Regions from separate parts of the Hordeum vulgare genome. Here region 2 is linked to region 1. Evidence: chromatin contacts called from public Hi-C data. All regions are on one chromosome and are shown on one strand. Each heading gives the region's core, a stretch centred on a gene start, on an enhancer-like site or on the middle of the called end of the contact. The rest is flanking DNA. Distances are from core to core; before and after follow the strand shown.

Region 1 (3,774 bases), core at 596-3,095:
CTTCGGCAGCAGGAAGGGAAGCCGGGAGCACGGCTTCACAGGAGGTGGTGTAAGGGGTGCTTCATGGCGTTTCCAGTCAAGGAGGCAGCGGAGGAACTCACGGACAGTCATCAGAGGCTTGTTGGATAGGCGCCGGTAGATGGTGACCACGCGACGGACATGTCGGCTGCGAAGATGGTCAACATGCAGTGAAGCCAGAGATTCCAAAGCAGTGGCATAGGTGGAGGTAGACATGTTGAAGCATCTCCTGGCAAGGCAGTATCCCCAGCGGGTGAACCATGTCTCACCATTCGCCACGCCGAGCAAGAGGCGGAGGTCCATAGACTGCTTCCGAGAAAAATCCACCAGAGACACAGCCCTGCAAAGAAAGCTCTCGAAGGTCAGAAGACAATAGTGCAGTGATCTCCATTGTATGCATAACCATTGTATACATGCAAAGGGGTTTCAAGTTCTATTATTTACTCCACTCCCTCCTAAATGTAATATTGCAATCTTACAGTACGCACATCTCATAAGCCCATTCAAAGAATACAGATCAATCAGTTGAGCAGTCATGGTAGTACCTATTAACACAAGTGCATATGCAGGGAATGCCTGGACAGGAAAGAAGTGTAGTAAGTAAAATCTGTTACCTGACACGGAGAGCAGAGCAGAGGCGATCCCAGATATCCATTATGTCATGACCAGAGAGGAAAGCCGAGCCACCGTCGCGGCCGCGGAGGGCGACGAGGTGGCCGAAGCCATTGCAGTGGATGAGGCCATGGAGGAGGTGGTCGTTGCGCCCAAGCAGCGCGTCTGTGCCGAAATGCCGGTCCCAGTCTGCGTCCGCTGGGATGATGAAGTGGTAGCTCCGTTTTGACACCCAGTGGTGGCTCCAGCCTGACAGGAAATTGTTCTCGTTCAGAAAAAACAGTACTCATCAATGCGCAAACCACCACTTTTCCAAGATGGGAAACAAAACTTTGGTGGGCTAGAGGCCATCATTGCGACCTGCATAGCCATTTCTGGGAGCGGATTCGAAACAATTTGAACCAGGCGAGATGGAGCCCGTCGAATCCGATCCAGGCAATGTGTAAAACAATCTATGGTTGTGAGTGCAAGAACAGGAAGCAAAATGCAGGTATTATTATGATGATCCGTTCCCGAATTTTGGTCGCAACTTCGAGATGTTTGCAGCGCGGAAATGAACGTTTTCCAAGAACGAAATCTATCTAACCAGAAAACCGCGTTTCTTCCCCGAATCACGAAGGAAAATAATCGTCTGGACGAGTAGCTTTTAATCGTCCCTCCGCTCATCCGTTCGCACGAATCAGCTGCGATCAAGAAACTACCGGGACCGACCAAAACCTAAATCCGCGCCAATCGCACGAGCAAACGCGCCCGGACCAAGCGCGCGGGGAGCCGAAATGGGGGCGGGGCGCACTCACCGGCGCAGCGGCAGAGGTCGCAGAGCGGGGCGGGGGAGGACGCGGCGAGCACCTCGACGGCGACGACGGGGACGAGGGCGCCGGTGCGGTCGTCGGAGAGGAACGCCCGCCGCGCGGCGGGGCCCGGGGAGGCCCCGACGGGGCCCCACCGCGCCAGCAGCCACCGGGCGTTGTCCCGGAACGCGCCGCACAGCGCGGCCGCCTCGCTCCCCGGGAAGTCCCGCAGCGGGTACGCCCGGCCCTGCGGCTGCTGCTGCTGCGGCGGCGGCGGCACGGACCGTCGCCCGGCGCCGGCGGGCTTCGAGGCCGACGAGGAGGAGGAGGGGGGAGACTCCTCCGCCGCCGCGTCGGCGCGCGGCGGGAGGGGGGCGGCGAGGCGCATGAGCGCGCGGATGGACGGCATTGCCCCGGGGCGAGGCTCGGCCGCTCTCGCGCGAGGGGGTTCAGGGCTTTTGGGGGGTCCCGCGATCCTCGGCGGCAGGGGCGTTCCCGTAATTTCGCGGCGCTCCTCCTCCCAGGTCGCCTCTCTCTGACTGGCGGGCCCCGCCCCCGAACCCACGGCCACGGGCAGCTGTTCCGGGCCACGCGCTCCGGCCGGCGACCGTGACGTTCCGGACAGTTCGTTCTCGCCCCGAGAAAACGCTCATTCACCGGGGAAGGCCTGGCCCGCGCGTCTGGTCAGGCGGTCGGGGGACGCGGGCCCCGGTTGTCAGTGGGGGTATGGGTGTGGCCGGGGTCGAGCTGTGGGTGCTGCGAAGAGATTCTCTGCGGTGGGTGACTGTTGTACCGTAGGCGGCAGGGATAGGATTTCCCGGACTGGCCCATTGCAGAGTAGGGTGGGGCGACGTGGCGGTTTGCCCTCTGCCCAAACTTTCTCATGTCCTTCGCAATGCGTTGCGCCGGTCAAAGCGCGTGTGGCCCAGGCCAGTGTCGTCGTTGTCAAGCCCTCCTTGAGGTAAAATTCTGTGTTTCGATTATTTTGCGAGAGTTCATCAAGACTCTGTTCGAAAAAAAGTCAGGATCAGATCTTTTTTCCTGTTGTCAGGGTTGGTGGCAGTTGGATATATCCCTACCGCTGAAGCACCTGATGGTAGTGGTGCATGACCTATCTGTTACTTCCTAAGTTACTAAATATAAGTCTTTGTAGAGATTTCACTAGTGGACTGGATACGGATGTATATAGACATATTTTAAAGTATAGATTCAATCATTTTACTCCGTATGTAGACCCTTAGTGAAATCGCTTAAAAGACTTATATTTAGGAACGGAGAGACTAGAATTCATGGGTTTGGTCCATCTATAAAATCTGAAATCTCAAATTAAGTCCTTGAGTAAGATGGCAAGTGGTGATGTGGTGGTGCTAAAGTTTACTCTCTTTACCGTTAGTTGAGGAATGGTTGGACCTGTTTATATAGAGAGTTATCCCCATCATTTTAAGTGTGTGTTGAGAAGAGAAAGTAGAAGATCACACGTGCGCTCGCTCGCCTCGCGTACATGCACGTGAATGGTCCGCCGAATTTCGGTCCGTTGCCTTGCGGGGGCACGACTTCCCTTTGCTGTTTTATTTTTTATGTCTTGGCGGACAAGGTGAGAATTTCTTGTCCGGTAAGTATACGACTTGGAAACCAAGTCGGTTCGAGACGTGATCGCAACACGGAACCGACCTTGGTCCTCCTATATATATACTGCTTACCGTGGTCGACCAAAGACACACCGTAAAACATCTAGGATTTTGCCTCGTCTCACCACTTGCGCTGTCGTCGTAGTCTACCTCATCTCAAACGTCGGCGTGCATCGGCGTGTGAGAGGGCATGTCTTCAGAACCGTTCGTCTTTGCGATCCTGCACCGGGAGATGACGAATTAGGTTTTTGGGAAGCGCTTTACGCGACTGCTCAAATCCTTCATCACGGGTCGTCTACCGTCTAAGTCGGGCGGCCTTACTCATCGTCGTCTTCATCGCCATCAACAGAAGATCGTCACCAACATCATCATCAACATAGTCGCTCCTGTTGCAACTAACGAACATTACGTTACTCGTAATCTGCTAATGTTCATCATTGTATTTTCTACTTCATGCGCGGTGATGATCTGCATGTTCGGTTGCTCTTCTAGATTGCTAGAGTATTGCATGCTATCTTCTGTTCTAGTCATGAATTATTTATTGAAATTAATCATGAACTTGCCTAATCTTCCATCACTATCCCAAAAAAATTCTAAGTATCAGATAGGAGTATATTGTGTGTACATACCTAACATCAAGCATCTCGATGGTAGGGTTGCACAAGCTACCGTCAGCCTGTTTGGCGGTATGAATGCACTGCACTGATGAGGATAAGTTGCCTACC
Region 2 (3,777 bases), core at 510-3,009, 390 kb after region 1:
GGTCCTGTTTGGATACATGAGTTAGAGTTAGAGTTGGTTAGATTGGACCAATCTAATCCCAAAACATCCAAACAGGGAGGGTTAGAGTTGGTTAGATGCATCTAACCCACCCAAAAAACAAACTCATCCAAAAGGTGCTTATTTGGGTTAGAGTTGGGTTGGGCCAACAAAAAGTTACTTTTCTCTTTACCTCCACCACACCAAATCCTTGATAAAGGAGCCAAATGATTGGAAAATGTGCATTTATTGACAATCTTACCCTTTCATCCAAACAACTCTTTGGTTAAAGTTAGTTTAGGGTTAGAATCTAACTCTAACCTCTAACCGAGTTAGAGTATCCAAGGCCACAGTAATAAAACCGCCTTTTTTTTACTTCTCCAACGCCGAACTGATGATAGGTTAGAGTTTGCCCTCAGTAGCAAAGTAGCCTCCGCATGAACATGTCAGTGAGGTGAACATTATTATATCTCGCGAAAACAAAGGCAGAAAATCATGCCAGGGGTTTCCGACCGTGAGGTCAACTATACCAATATCATACTGGCGCGGTCAACCATATCTCTGTCCTCATCGCAACGGGTCCTTGCCGACCGACGCAGCCACCGGCCACAACGCGGTCTCGTTGATCCCAGACGTCCGTGCGTGCAGTGCAGGTGCAGCGACGACGATCCGGAGCGGAGCTATGCGAAGCCACTAATAATAATTTACTGACACTGTCAAACAGTAACGGCTATCCTCCTCCTCGTCTCTGGCTCTTGAATGCCCTTCTCTTCTGGCGAGCTGTCGCCGCGTCACCCGTGGCGCAGGCCTGGCCGCCGGCGAACTCGCGCCAGGCCACGCCGGCCCCACGCGTTCCTTTCCTATCGTCTCCGGCGCCGCCAGCGTTATTTTCTCCCAGCTGTGCAGCGCATACTACAAACGGCGAGGCGTAATTACGGCCAGGCGGTCGCCAGCCGTCCAAAAGTTGTTCCTTTCCCTGTGCCGTCACCGTCAAAAAGGCAAGCAAACAAAAGAAACACCCAGAAAAAAGATCGAAAAATCGAAACGAGCGTTACCACAAAGACCTTTTGTTGGCTGGCAGCAGCAAGAAGCTTTTGTTGGTCGCAACGAGCGAGCGTGCGTGGGCCGGCCGTCACAGACCGCATCGCAGCCGTCCATCGCACCCACGCACGCACGGCCGCACGGGGCCGACGCCGCAGAGCATCCCGCCGCGAACCGCGCATGCATTGATTGCCCGCCCGGACGCGGCACCGCGGCCAGCCAGCGTACGTACTCTACTCTACTCTACAGGCACCCGCAGTCCCTGGCTGCCCGGCCCCACCCCACCGCCTCCGCTCTACCACTCCACTGACACTACGAGAGGCGTCTCGGATACCCTCTCCGCCCGCCTCCCCAGACAGAGGGGAGCAGGAACCCTGTGACGCTGCCGGTGGCCCCCGCCTCCAGCCCCGCTCCAGCACAGACCCGCCTTTTGGTGCGGGTTCCGCGGCTTCCCATCCTACCCCCGCAGGCAGGCCCACCCGCCAGGGATGCGACGGGGGGCCATGGCCGTGGTGGAGACTGGACCCCGCACGCGCGGGGGAGGGGCAGGGGCGTAATTCCGCAGGCCCGCGAACCCTAAATCAGCGCGGGTGGGCCCCAGGCATGTGCCACCGGCCCCGTCTCTCCGCCCATGTGCCCGGCGCTCCCTCTCTCTCCTCAGTTAAATCTTCGTCTCCATCCCGAGACTTACTCCCGTCTCTCTCTCTCCTCTCCCCTCCCCCTCCCTCGCCCCCTCCCCAATCCCTCTCCACCGCCGTCGCAATGCAGTCCCCCGCCGCGTCCACCGCGCGGCGGCGGTCGGCCGGCGCCGTACTGGCCCTGGCCGTGCTCCTGGCGGCCGTCGGCGTGGCGGCGTCGGCGGCGCAGGACGCGGAGGCGATGCGGGCGGTCGCGAAGGCGCTGGGCGCGGACAAGCTCGCCGGATGGGGCGCCGGCGAGCCCTGCTCTCCCAGGTGGCCCGGGGTGACCTGCGACTCCGGCGGCCGCGTCACAGCCATCCAGCTCAGGGACAAGCGCCTTACGGGGACGCTGGCGCCCGAGGTCCGCAACCTCACCGCGCTCACCCGCCTCGAGCTCTTCGCCAACAGCCTCTCCGGCCCGCTGCCCTCGCTGGCCGGCCTCGACTCGCTCCAGTACCTCAACATCCACGACAACGGCTTCACCTCCATCCCGGCGGATTTCTTCAAGGGGCTGACCGCGCTCAAGGAAGTCTACCTCGACAACAACCCTTTCGCGCCGTGGCCCTTCCCGGCCGACCTCGGGGACTGCGTATCCCTCACCAACTTCTCCGCCAACAGCGTCAACATCACAGGGGCGCTCCCGGACTTCTTCGGCTCCATGCCCTCCCTCCAGCAGCTAAATCTGGCATTTAACTCGCTCTCCGGGCCCGTGCCGCCGTCTCTCGCCGGCGCGCTGTCCCTTGATGTGCTCTGGCTCAACGGCCAGAAAGGGACCTCCCGCCTCAATGGGTCGATTAGCTTCGTCGCCAACATGACTATGCTCACGCAGCTGTGGCTGCACTCCAACGACTTCACCGGCCCCTTGCCAGACTTCTCGGGGCTTAGCAGCCTTTCTGATTTGAATCTCCGCGACAACCAGTTCACCGGTCCTGTGCCAGCCAGTCTTGTCAACCTCAAGTCTCTGAAGAATGTGAGCCTGGGGAACAATTTGCTGCAGGGACCGAGTCCCAACTTTACTTCCGCAGTGACAGTTAACAAGTCGGGTAAAAATCAATTCTGCTTGCCGGATGGAAGTCCGTGTGATCCCCGTGTAGACCTGCTGCTGGAGGTAGCGGCTGGGTTCATGTACCCTGCGAAGCTCGCAGCTGCTTGGGGAGGAAACGACCCTTGCCGTTATCAGCTGGGCGTTGGATGTGATAATGGGAACATCACATTGCTGAATTTTCCCAAATTGGGGCTTACCGGCACCGTCTCACCATCTATCGGGAAGATTGCCACACTTGTGACCCTAATTCTTTCAAACAACAACATTACTGGCACGGTGCCAAAGGAGCTTGCTGAGTTGCCAGACCTGAAGATGGTCGATCTGTCAAATAACAATCTATATGGGGAGATTCCTGAATTCCGCAAGAATGTGCTGTTGAAACTTGATGGCAACCCAAACATTGGCAAGGATGCCCCTGCGCCTGTGCCAGGTGGTAGCAGCAATGGTACTACGCCCGGGGATGGAAGTGGTGGAAGCAACAAGGGTTCCTCTTCTACCGGCGTCATTGTTGGGTCAGTGATTGGAGCTGTTGCTGTACTAGGCCTTATTGCTGCATTGGGGTTCTATTGCTATAAGAGAAAGCAGAAGCCTTCCGGAAGGGTGCAGAGCCCACATGCTATGGTCATCCATCCCCGGCACTCAGGGTCAGATCCTGACATGGTAAAGATCACAGTTGCTGGGGGAAATGCTAATGGTGGTGTGGCCACAAGCGAGCAATATAGCGAAGCAAGCAGTGCCCCCCGTGATATCCATGTCGTTGAGGCTGGGAATATGGTCATTTCAATTCAAGTACTGCGTAATGTGACCAACAACTTCAGTCAGGAGAACATCCTTGGTCGTGGTGGGTTTGGCACTGTCTACAAGGGTGAGCTCCATGATGGTACAAAAATTGCTGTGAAGCGAATGGAGTCTGGTGTTATGGGCAACAAGGGGTTAAACGAGTTTAAATCAGAGATTTCTGTGCTGACCAAGGTCCGTCATCGGAACCTTGTGTCACTGCTTGGATACTGTCTT

What was found. Hi-C and Micro-C count contacts between places; a contact is called where the count stands out from the background.
Region 2: a Hi-C map of leaf shows a contact between it and region 1, with 4 times the contacts expected there. The contact joins the promoter of LOC123447520 here to the promoter of LOC123447517 in region 1. A contact is called at or near these places in 3 of 6 Hi-C or Micro-C datasets (leaf and seedling).

The regions. Positions count from the first base shown.
Region 1 is chr4H:19,278,481-19,282,254 of MorexV3_pseudomolecules_assembly, forward strand. LOC123447517 (PHD finger protein MALE MEIOCYTE DEATH 1-like) reads right to left here and starts at 1,846. Exons shown (of 3, transcript XM_045124125.1): 1 at 1,428-1,846; 2 at 633-879; 3 at 1-358. The coding sequence starts at 1,830.
Region 2 is chr4H:19,669,856-19,673,632 of MorexV3_pseudomolecules_assembly, forward strand. It overlaps LOC123447520 (receptor protein kinase TMK1), which reads left to right and starts at 1,760. Exons shown (of 2, transcript XM_045124127.1): 1 at 1,760-3,777. The coding sequence starts at 1,801.